Linked DNA regions of Mus musculus: region 2 is linked to region 1. The links are chromatin contacts, called in public HiChIP or PLAC-seq maps. All regions are on one chromosome and are shown on one strand. Each heading gives the region's core, a stretch centred on a gene start, on an enhancer-like site or on the middle of the called end of the contact. The rest is flanking DNA. Distances are from core to core; before and after follow the strand shown. Region 1 overlaps Tll1 (tolloid-like). Region 2 has its middle 7.5 kb from the start of Mir710.

Region 1 (6,083 bases), core at 1,258-3,757:
ATTATGTTATGGTAGTATATTATAAATTTATTTTTTCTGGTAAATGCTATTCTTACACTAAGGCACCTTGGCAACTTTGCCATGTTTTGCTGTTCTTTGTACCACTTAAAAATATAAGTGTGGACACTTTGCCCTTCTTAGAATTGGGAACAAAACACCCATAGAAGGAGTTACAGAGACAAAGTTTGGAACTGAGACAAAAGGATGGACCATCTAGAGACAGCCATATCCAGGAATTCATCCCATAATCAGCTTCCAAACGCTGACACCATTGCATACACCAGCAAGATTTTGCTGAAAGGACCCAGATATAGCTGTCTCTTGTGAGACTATGCCGGGGCCTAGCAAACACAGAAGTGGATGCTCACAGTCAGCTATTGGATGGATCACAGGGCCCCCAATGGAGGAGCTAGAGAAAGTACCCAAGGAGCTGGGGGGGATCTGCAACCTTATAGGTGGAACAACAATATGAACTAACCAGTACCCTGGAGCTCATGTATCTAGCTGCATATGTATCAGAAGATGGCCTAGTCAGCCATCAGTGGAAAGAGAGGCCCATTGGTCGTGCAAACTTTATATGCCTCAGTACAGGGGAACGTCAGGGTCAAGAAGTGGGAGTGGGTGGGGGAGCATGTGGAGTAATTTTGGGATAGCATTGGAAATGTAAATGAAATAAATACCTAATTAAAAAAAAAGAAACAGAAAAAAAAATATCCTGCTTGAGGCAGAGGGCATAGACAACCAATGACTGGTGCAAACTAAGACTCATCCCATGGGCAAGAATCAATCTCTGACATTAATGATACTGTTATGCTTGCAGACAGGAGTCTAGCATAACTGTCCTCTGAGAACTCTACACAACAGCCTATACAAGGAGATGCAGAGACCCACAGCCAAACATTAGATGGAACTAGGGAATCTTGTAGAAGTGTTGGGGGGGGGATTGAGGACCTGAAAAAGATAGGGACACCACAGGAAGACTAATAGAGTCAACTAACCTGGCCCCTTTGAGGGCTCCCAGAGACTGAATCACCAAAGAGCAGGCACGGGCTGAACCTAGGCTCCCTGCACATATGTAGCGCAAGTGCAGCTTAGTCTTCATGCAAGTCTTCTTACAACTGGCTGGAGGCTGATCCTGAATCTTTTACCTGCCTGTGGTTCCTATTCCCCTAATTGGACCACCTTATCTTGCCTCAGTGGGAGAGGGTGTACCTAGTCATACAGTGACTTGATATGCCAGGGTAGGGTGATATGGGGGGGGGGGGGCGAGGGGATCCCGTTCTCAGAGGAGAAGGGAAGGGGGAATGGGGTAGCTCTGTGAGGGGCACTGCAATGAAAGGAGCTGATATTGGAATGTAAAGTGAATAAGTAAAAACATTAATGAAAAAAATCTCACTTGACCTCTGTAGAAATGTTGTATGTATATCTCACTAAATTGAAACTAAAAATTCACTAGACATATGACACATTAAATCCCCAAGAAAGGTTAACTGTAATGGCATGAAAATATTATTGTCCAAACATTTAGTAATTCATAATTCCTAAAGCTAATTAACTGTCTCTTTATTTTCTTTGGAATCCTCATATGTCTAAGAAAAACAAACAAAAACCAACCAACCAAAACGAACCCATCATCCTTATTTAAGTCTACAGAACAAAGCTAAAAAGTATGAAGTTAAGAAATAAAATATGCATCAATCAATAGTTTTACCATAATCCTTGTAGTATATTTGTACATAATTTTTCTCTGAAGCAATTCTGGAAAGTTATCAAAATTGCCATTTAAATTGAAGATATACTAAGAAAGTGCAATCTCACTGTTAACTTTTATACATATCCCACACTAAGCTGGAATCCATCTTCTGCTTTTGGAAGAGAAAAGATGAATGAGGCAATTTATACTAAATAGGAAGTAGGAGAAAATAATGGAGGTACTAAAAAGATTAAGAAGAGAAGAGAACTGGACAATGTATATGTTATTACATTACATACTACTTGAATGAGTAACAAAAATACTGTATCAGTGAACATGAGATATTGCTTGTTATGAATATTATGAGGCAAGAGCAATGCTCACTTCATAGAAAATAAAAAAATAAGATTGACGGTAGCACAAAGAATCTTACAGGAAATCAGAACTGCATATGTAAACATAATGAATGAGAAGTCAGTAACAGAAATTATTCACTCTATGGTGCAGCAAGCAAAGCAGGCAGTAACTGAGAGGTGTCATGCTGTGAGTTAAATTTGTCAATCTCTATTATCTCGGGCTTGAGTACAATAAGGTAGACATAGTGTACGGGATGCCAAAGAGCCTCAGTTGGTGTCTAGAGGCTTGATTGCATCAGCCAATTCACCCACCTAAATAACCACCACTATCATCTCACCCTGAAAATTTTGTTGATGTAGCTAGCCAATCAAACTTTCTGGTTTCATGCCTTTTGTGAGATGTTATTCAATCAGCCTGTTACAACTGGGCACACATCCACATTCCTAGAATCAGCATGGAACTGGTAAGAAACCACTAAGAGAAAAATTGGCTCAGCTATAGCCAAATTCTTTATTAAGCAGGAAACCAAGCCTGTGAATTACAAGAACAATGTTACCGTAAGATAATAAAACATTGTTTCGGGAAATCAGTGTCAGAAAACCATTGTATGTTGTATTGGATTTTTTTATGTCAACTTGACATGAGCTAGAGTGGTTTTGGAAGAAAGGAATCTCAATTGAGGAAAGGCCTGCATGTGACTTGATTGAAGGCTAGTCTGTAGGGCTTTTTCTTCATTGATGGTTGATGTGGAAAAATACAGCTCAATGTGGGTGGTGCTACCCCTGTGCAGGTGGTCCTGGGTGCTACAAGAGAGCAGGCTGGGAAGAGCATGAGGAGAAAGCCAATAAGCAGTAATAGCTACTTCATAGCTTCAACTTCAGTTCCTAACTTGAGATTCCTGCCTTGAACTCCTGACCAGATTCCCCTCAGTGATGGAGTATGATGACCAGGGAGTTGAAAGTTCACATGTGCCCCATTTCTCCCCAAGCTGTTTTGAGTGATGTCTCATCACAGCAACAGAAACCCTAACTAGAACACATGCCAAGTAATTATCATGTCTGGTTGTGAGTCACAGTTAGTTTTCTATAAACAGAGAAAACATTAAGAACCTCCCATGTGGAGGAGAACATTTTGTGGAGGATTGGGGTAATGATTTTGCAAAGGATACCCCATAAATGGCTAAAAGCAGATCAGAATTGATTTACTGCATGTGCTCAGCCCATTCACTGCTTCATTGGAAAATGAGTGACTATTTCACCCTCTAGTGACATTCAGGATGTTTTGAGTGAATAATAGCATCTGTTTAACAAAACGAAGTTAACATCAAATAAAGTGGTTTTGACCTAGCAGGCCATGGGCCATATAAACACTTATGGAGAGCCAAGTGGCTTCAGCTCTCCATCAAACTGCTATTGGAATCAGCCTGAGTTGACAAAGAGCTAAATTACTCAGTGATTCCACAACTAATACTCAATAATACAGGACTTGAGCAGCTCTCATTCATTAGACTATGAGTGAGTTTTCCACTTGAAATAAACAGCAGCTTGTTAGGTCAAGTGCAGAGAATGAGGGGGAGGGTTCTTATTACAAAAATAAGTGCTGAAGTAAGTTGTATGCACTTCCATAGAAGGTCAGACAACTTCAGCTAGAGATTCCAGGGGTCTGGCTTTTGTGCCGTAAAAACACATGTACTCAGATACATGAGTAAAAACTCAGGCCATACAGTTAAGGGGGCAGCTCCACAGAAATAGGAATGGCTTTAAAAATCCTGCTTAGACTTCCAGTCATAAGGTGCACATTGCGCTTTGTATCTGAACTGTCCTTCACGGACTGATGATTGCATGCTTGTTGCCTGCTGGTGCTGCTATTTTGGGGAGACTGTGAGACATGTAGAACATGGGGCTTCACTGGCAGAGTAGGTCAGTAGCGACAGGTCATTGAAGGTTATACTAAGCCCTGGTCCTGCCTCTCTGCCTTGTGATGTGAACAGCCTCTATCACATTGTCCCACCACAATGACCTGAGCAGTTCTGCCATGCCTTCTCCACCATGCTGAACTGCATCCTGTGGACTCATGAACCAACATATGCAGTGTCCTTTTTCGTTGTTTTTATTTCAAGTTGTTTGTCATATTGCCAAAATAGTAACTAATAAATATGATTCATGATACAGTGTTATAGGACATTCACTGATCAATGAATGGATACAGGACACTCAACCCCTTTAACTGATTAAGACAGTGTTATTTTACTTTATTTTTTCCTGTGCTGCAGATTTAACAAGGGCTTCAGAGATGCTGGGCATGTGCTGTATCCCTGAGCTACACCTCAGAACACCAAATTACTTTCTTAAGCATCTACACTAAACCTAAGGATTTGCTACTAAAACCATGAAGGAATATCTATACAAAGATTATAATCCTACAATCTGGGAGGGGGCAGTAATCTAGGTTATAACACAAGACTAAAACACAAGAAATAACCATGGATTCGGATCAGAAAGTCTAATGCACTTTAATAAATCAAACTAAGATTAAAGAGTCCATTGAGAAAGTGGACTCCAGAAAATCAAATAACCCCATTAAAATGGGGTACAGAGCTAAACAAAGAATTCTCAACTGAGGAATACCGAATGGATAAGAAGTACCTGAAAAAAATGTTCAACATCCTTAATCATGAAGGAAATGCAAATCAAAACAACCCTTAGATTCCACCTCACACCAGTCAGAATGGCTAAGATCAAAAACTCAGGTGACAGCAGATGCTGGCGAGGATGTGGAGAAAGAGGAACACTCCTCCATTGCTGGTGGGATTGAAAGCTTGTACAACCACTCTGGAAGTGAGTCTGGAGGCTCCTCAGAAAATTGGACATAATATTACCGGAAGATCCAGCAATACCTCTCCTGGGCATATACCCAGAAGGAGTAACAACTGATAATAAAAACACATGCTCCACTATGTTCATAGCAGCCTTATTTATAATAGCCAGAAGCTGGAAAGAACCCAGATGTCCCTCAACAGAATGGATACAGAAAATGTGGTACATTTACACAATGGAATACTACTCAGCTATTAAAAACAATGAATTTATGATATTCTTGGACAAATGGATGTATCTAGAGGATATCATCCTTAGTGAGGTAACCCAATCACAAAAGAAGTCATTAGATATGCACTCACTGATAAGTGGATATTAGCCCAGAAACATAGAACACCTAAGATACAATTTGCAAAACATAAGAAAATCAAGAAGAGGGAAGACCTACGGGTGGATACTTCATTCCTCCTTAGAATAGGAAACAAAGTACCCATAAAAGGAGTTACAGAGACAAAGTTTGGAGCTAAGACGAAAGAATGGGCTATCCAGAGACTACCCCAACAAACCCAGATACTATTGCATATGCCAGCAAGATTTTGCTGAACTGACCCTGTTATAGCTGTCTCTTATGAGGCTATGCCTGTGCCTGGCAAATACAGAAGTGGATGTTCACAGTCATCTCTAAGATGGAACACAGGGCCCCCAATGGAGAAGCTAGAGAAAGCAACCAAGGAGCTGAAAGGATCTGCAACCTCATAGGTGGAACAACAATATGAACTAACCAGTACCCCCAGAGTACCTCATGTCTCTAGCTGCATATGTAGCAGAAGATGGCCTAGTCGGCCATCACTGGGAAGAGAGGCCTCTTGGTCTTGCAAACTTTATATGCCCCAGTACAGGGGAATGCCAGGGCCAAGAAGTAGGAGTGGGTGGGTAGGGGAGCAGGGCAGGGGGGAGGGTATAGGGAACTTTCGAGATAGCATTTGAAATGTATATAAAGAAAATATCTAATAAAATAAATTTTAAAAAATGTGAGCTCTTGTTTTGCTAATAGTCTATGCATGTAATGACCATGTGTTTCTAGAAACTCATTTTATTCCATGGGTTTTGCTGTAGATTGGAAACTTACACTACATAATCTTGTCCTTAAGCAGCCTATGCCACTTCTTAGACAGCATCTACAAGGGTTCCTTTATTCACAATACAGATATTAGAGG
Region 2 (6,271 bases), core at 2,852-5,351, 490 kb after region 1:
AGAGGATAACCACACTACAACACACAGACCCAGAGAGACAGCACTTAAGAAAGAGGATATACCATATTTCAGTTTAGGAAAATCTTACCACACTGAGCTCATTAGAACTGTGCTTTCAATGAGTCAAAGGTTTAAGCATATCTGGCCAGCACACAGCTCATTGTGAAAATGTCTAGGTATTATGTGGAAGATGTGTAATTTGAGCTACAGCATTCTTTAAAAGAGGTATTTTATAAAATTAATGGGAATGTCTAACCCACTTCCTATGTTTTTCCCAGCAGAAATATCTAGGAACCTGGGTTCCTGGGATGATGCATATCCTCGCATCCCTGCTGACAGTGAGAAGACTAAAAGTGTCTCCAGCAAACTCTAAAGGTTCAGGACTGACCACACCTTCCAAATATGACTGTGGAATCTATGTGAAGATAATATAAAGTGAGCCCCCACATAGAAGACATGAAGACTGAGGACTCAATTTAATTCCTTAAGGTAAAAGCAAGATCCAATCTCTTCATAGCTACAGCTCAACTCACACAGGATGTACAAGTGTAAGGAACACATCTGGGATTAATAATTAATTAATTAATTAATTAGAGCTCCTTATAAGCAATAAATTTTTATGTAGTCCATTAAATATCCCAAACAACATTAACTTACTGTTGAAACATATATGAGAGTGCTATGCTCAGCCTTTTATAATAAAACAAAGATACAATAATAAATCAATTGACTCTGTATATTAAAGTGTTCAACTAAATACCACATTAACTTCTTTACTGTTGTAGTAAATATATTTACATACATTTATATTTATATATATATATTATATTTTTAATAAATATATATTACTCAGTGTGTGTGTGTGTGTGTGTGTGTGTGCTATCTTCATCTTCACACCTCCCTTCTTGCAGTATTATTTTTTCCAGAACCAGTTTTTGAACCATACTGTCTCAATTCAGATCTGGATTCTGCCACTCAGCTGTGTCTCCATTTCTCAACCTAGTTTCCCTACCTACCCCTCAAGATGACTCATACAAGCTGATGATTATAAAGAGCTTTAGAGTGCTCCTGGGACACAGTGAGTGTGCAGCACATTCAAGTGGTTGTCATAGCCTGCAGCATCAGCACCAGCACTGTATTGCTCTGCACCCACTTCCTTTGCTATCCTCTCAAATACATGCTCTCAAGAGACCATTTCTGCTGGCCTTGTTTGCAGTATAGGAACTGCAGGTGGAGCAATGCCGCTGGTTTTTCTCATCACCTCCTCACTCCTCCCCATGGAAATAAGAATGGTGTATTTCATTGGCAAGTCTGATAAAAAGAACCTCTGTCCTCGTGCAGAGGTCTAACTTATCCTTCTGTTCACTTCTGCTTTGAAAACCATTAACAATACCAGTTAGTGGATGAAATGTTAGTAAAATGGTTTTAAATAAAAACTCAAGTGCTATTCTTCAGGCACTGTTACCAGTAAGACCATTTCCAAGACCAAGTGACTGCTGTGTCTAGTTCCACGTTGGATCTGGAGTCTACAGGGGAGGAGTGATGTGACACATTGACCTTCTGTGACCTCAGCACTAACCTGCACTCTAATGCTTTTCTTTCTTCTACCTGCTCAACTTTTTCAACAAATGTGTTTCTCAGCCAACAATATGTCTGCAAACCATATCCAAGACTGATCTGTTCAACACTTCAAACACTGTACAGAGATGAGTTCATATATTTTTCCTGATTTTGAGCCTCCTCATTCCAAGACTTAATGACTTTCCCATTCACTTTGTTCCCCAAGCCAAAGACCTGAACTTTCCATACCTCACTTCAAATCTCACATGTTCAATTCTCCTCTCTAGACCTTATATTCTTCTTGTGGTCCCATTGACCTGTCTATGCCCTTATTTTAGATTCTCTTTGTCTCTCATATAAAAAAACCTCCTACGACTTCACCCCACCACCACCACCAATATTTTCCCTCCCTTCTCTTCCACAACTTCTACTAGAGTGATCCTAGACCAAAAACACAATCCACCAGTCAGTCATGTCACCTCCCCCTTGGATAAAGTCTGAATTGGTCAAAAGGAAAACTTCAATTTGTAACTGTTGCCTAGTCTCCCAAGTTAATTACTCATAGCCAGTGTCCTCCATCAGTATGTTATATGCCTTAGCTGTAGTGCATCTATCCAGAATGATAGGGTTGGAGGTGGAGAGACAGTTCAATGGGTAAATGCTTGCTGTCCAAACATAAGGACATGAGTTTGGATACCCAGCACCCACATAAAACCTTGTCTGGTCCCTCACACCCTAACCTTGGTGTTGCATAAGGCAACTGTAAACAGGTATATCCATGAGTCTTGCTGATCAACCAGTATACTTTGCTTCTTAAAAGAGAGAGACTGATTCCTAGAAAAGACATACTGAGACCAAGTAGAGCACCCAACATCAACCTTCGGACTCCATATGTGCACACAGAGACAAGTGTACCTGCACCACAAGTGTACAGATACACACACACACACACACACACAGAGATACACACACACAGATACTCACACACACACACACACACACACACACAGAGACACACACACACAGATACACACACACAGAGACACACACTCACAGATACACACACACAGAGACACACACAGAGATACACACACAGACACACACACACACAGAGAAACACAGAGATACACACAGACACACACACAGACACACACACACCAAAAAAAAGAGGTGATGGAATTATTTATATGACTAACTTTAAAGCTGAAACAAAAAAATGAATGTTTTTAATCAATAGAAAATCATTTCACCATCACTGAAGTCTGTTTTCCCTAATTAAAACAGAGTTTTGCACATTTAAATACATTTGAATTATTTAAATCACTTAAAGCTAAGCATGATCAAATCAAATGAGCACACAGAACAGCATTTCTTTATATCATCTTCACTATCATCAGTAAAGAGTTATAGCTGAGGTTATTTAAGCATCTCAGTGTAGTCCTCACCAGGCTTGGAAGAAGAGTCTCGTGGTCCCCTAACAATACGTGGCTTACCCATTCCCATGAAGTCCACCTTACAGTTTTCTTATCCCCCAGAGTACATGTTACATTGCGGAGGCAACTTCATACATATTTACATGCCACTTCGTGTCACCTTTGTGCTCCCTCCGGACTCACTTCATCAGGTTTCCCTGACATCCAACCTCCAGCGCTTACGACGATGCTGACATACAGCACAATAACTGCTTACTGAAAATCAGATGCTGCTTATGTTTTATTATAGTTCATGATTAATGCAGAACTGAGACAAACACAGAACAAGAAAAAATGTGCTTCTGTTTTTCTTTTGAAAGCTCCCTATTTCTACCAGGTTGCAAAATGAAGGAAGGGATGGAGGTGGGGGATGACCAGTCACTTTAATGTCAATAGTCATTTTTTCAAAACACATTTTTTAACACAGAAAAAAAAACATTTTTGAATAATTTTCATCTTAACAGGAAATCCAAAGCAAAGTCAATAATTACATTTTGCCACTTTATTTCAGAGCTCAAGCAAGCACTCCACTATCTCCCTCCACAGCCGTAGCCAGCCTTAGCTCTGTTAAAGCCTGAGTGGAAAGGTAGTTTTATGTGAAATTGGTTTACTTTTAATCAACTTGGACAATAGCCATTGATTGCTTTTCCCGCACTCTTAAAATTTCATGATTACAAATACCTATAAATAATGTCACCTTGTCTTGGGACATGAATTTGAAAACACGAAACACATCAGCCTGACACTGATCAAAATCCCCACTGCTGTTAAGAGTCAGGCAGCCATGCTCAGCAGCTTGATAAAGGCCATGGCTGCACGGTATTGCGGCAATGCCCCTGCTTTATCAATGTCCAAAAGTCAGCATTGACTCATTTCATTTCTTGAACAGAACATTATGAACGCTTTCTACCAAAGCTCAATTAGTCATATTTTTAATCATTGCCTTGTTAAAACATGCATGGCAGACTGACTGTTCTAGGAAAAACAGTAGGTTAGTCAGCTGGCTAATAACGCTGAACTGGTAAATTGCTGTGTTTACTTCTCGCTGTATGGCCACTGCAGTCAGACATTTGTGGATCGGTAGACATGAGTCAGAGACTGAAAATGTCCAGGCACATTCATAGACAGCTCATCAAGGACTATAGTGAGCTGTTTTTAGCTTTTTCTAACTTGTAGTTTCTAAACAAGCTATAGGAATTGAGGGAGTCAGTTACAGGTTTCTTTCCCCAGACACAAACAAGACTACACTGTGCTAGTTGGAATTCAGGAAGGAGAAATCAGCCACTGGATGTAGAGCCCTTGAAACTTGTGCCTGGACTTGCAACCAGACCATTAAAGTTATTCAACTTCAGGTATCGGATATGACTCAGTAATTCCATGGCAGAGTGCTTTATAGTATGTCTGATAACGATGGGTTGCTTGATCCCCAGAAACATAAGTACATGCACATATACACAGAGACTCTACCTTGTTCTGCGTGTTCAGCATACCTGTTCAGATTATTTCTATTTTACATGTCTGAGTGCTTCCAGACCATGGTGCTGTTCTGATGCTTGTAGCAAGAGAGAAAAAGAGAGGGGGGGGGGGGAGAAAGAGATGTTTTCAGGAGTTTCCAACTGAAGTTTGAATATGAGAGTCTCTGCTAAGTGGCGCTTCAGGCCAAAGACTGTTCCCAGAGGATCCTGAGTTGAGTAGCAATGGCTACACTCTAGCCCTGCCATAGCTCAATTACCAGATCAGTGGTTCTCAACTTTTAATGTTGCAACCCTTTGATACAGGTCCTCATGTTGTGGTGAGCCGCCCCACTATAAAAATATCTGATATGCAGGATATCTGATATGTCACCCCTATGAAAGGGTCATTCAACCCCTACAGTGGTTGAAACCCACAGGTTGAGAACCACTGTATTACAGAAGTTGTAGTCATGTTCAATGAACCTGGCCTCCAGGAAACATTCTAGCCGACTATTCGGGGCAGCACATGGAAGCTGTCTGCAGAGCTACATCTGTGCAACACATTCTCTTGAAAGGAGATCTGAGCGGGTGACCTCCTTAGCCAACACAGACATCATTTGTATATTTGTGAAAATATTTTGGCATCAAGTTTCCCACAGGTAGTAGTCCCCAGTGGAGCAAATGCCTCAGATTTGAGATTTTTAAAATCACATTAAAAGAAAATAAAGGAATAGCTGTCGTTAAGGACACTTTCTGGAAAGAAAAGCATAGTAAATTCCATATGGACAATTTTAGGCACACGCCAGTGTCACAGTTTGCTTTTACACCGCTGCGATAGAACACTGACCCAAAGGCCTGTTTTATGAGACAGAGTCCATGTGTAACATGTCTCAGCTGGTCAAGAACCTGAAACTAGTTAGGCCAGGGACCTAGGAGAAAACCAAATACTAGTGTTCTGCTAAAAGAGTATGGCAATAAAATAAATGCTAGTGACATTCTATACGATACGATACGATATGATACGATACTCTTAGTATAGTGCTATACTCTTAGCTCAGTGTCTACCTCGGCGATCACTGAGAGGTTTCCTTCTGCAGAAGATGGGACCCAATACAGAGACACAAAACTAGGTAATGTACAGAGAGGGTCAGCCCTTTGTAGCACTCAGTCCAGGATGAGATGTCTTCATTAAACCTCTGTCCTCATAGCTCAGGGAGCTGATGTTTAGAAGTGATGGAAAGAATCTAAACTGCTGTCTAAATACTTCAACTGCCCAAATTCCTTTCCTCATTTCTATCTTGCTGCAAAGGTCTGATCAGCATTATGCTGCTGCTGCTGCTGCTGCTGCTGCTCCTCCTCCTCCTCCTCCTCCTCCTCCTCCTCCTCCTCCTCCCCGCTTAATCTTACAGCATGAATTGACTCCTAAAATCTGGTAAACTGGGCAGTGAGGTTGCCACAACTGAATATTGCTTATACACAAAGACTTCTACACAGATTCTGCTGAGGCCAGGACTTCTTTAGACAGAGACCTCTGCTGTGCCTGTGCCTGATGGCTTCTTCAGCTCTACTTTAAGAAAATAGAAAATGATGAACTTCAGGCAAAGCGGCAGAGTTTGGCTGACAGCTTTGCCATCCATGCTTGTGACAGATTCAGTCTTCCTCCTGGGTGCCCCCTGGATACAACACTCTTCCTGGGAGCCTGAGTCCCAACTCTAATGCATTGACACCCACAGCCCATGTTTACACTCCACTGGTTTTTATAGTTTGAATGTCCCTTAAACAGCT

Evidence for each region. HiChIP or PLAC-seq counts read pairs in DNA pulled down with a chosen protein or histone mark.
Region 2: a contact with region 1 is called in an H3K27ac HiChIP or PLAC-seq map of embryonic fibroblasts, with 5 times the contacts expected there. The contact joins two enhancer-like sites. A contact is called at or near these places in 7 of 39 promoter capture datasets (3T3-L1-derived adipocytes, the HPC-7 cell line, cranial neural crest and 4 more), 1 of 15 datasets of contacts at CTCF or cohesin (the NIH/3T3 cell line), 1 of 484 Hi-C or Micro-C datasets (arterial endothelial cells) and 3 of 115 datasets of contacts at active chromatin or transcription factors (the NIH/3T3 cell line, embryonic fibroblasts and fibro-adipogenic progenitors).

Annotation. Positions count from the first base shown.
Region 1 is chr8:64,027,239-64,033,321 of GRCm38.p6, forward strand. All of the region lies in intron 18 of Tll1 (tolloid-like), which reads right to left. Among named protein-coding and RNA genes, the nearest start is that of Sgo2b, 78 kb to the left of the region's middle. Within about 2 kb of position 2,508, at least 6 of the 459 cell types and tissues checked have an H3K27ac peak or open chromatin away from gene starts, as enhancers often do. A contact at or near this core is called in embryonic fibroblasts, where this site is marked.
Region 2 is chr8:64,518,785-64,525,055 of GRCm38.p6, forward strand. No RefSeq gene overlaps it. Among named protein-coding and RNA genes, the nearest start is that of Mir710, 7.5 kb to the left of the region's middle. Within about 2 kb of position 4,102, at least 51 of the 459 cell types and tissues checked have an H3K27ac peak or open chromatin away from gene starts, as enhancers often do. A contact at or near this core is called in embryonic fibroblasts, where this site is marked.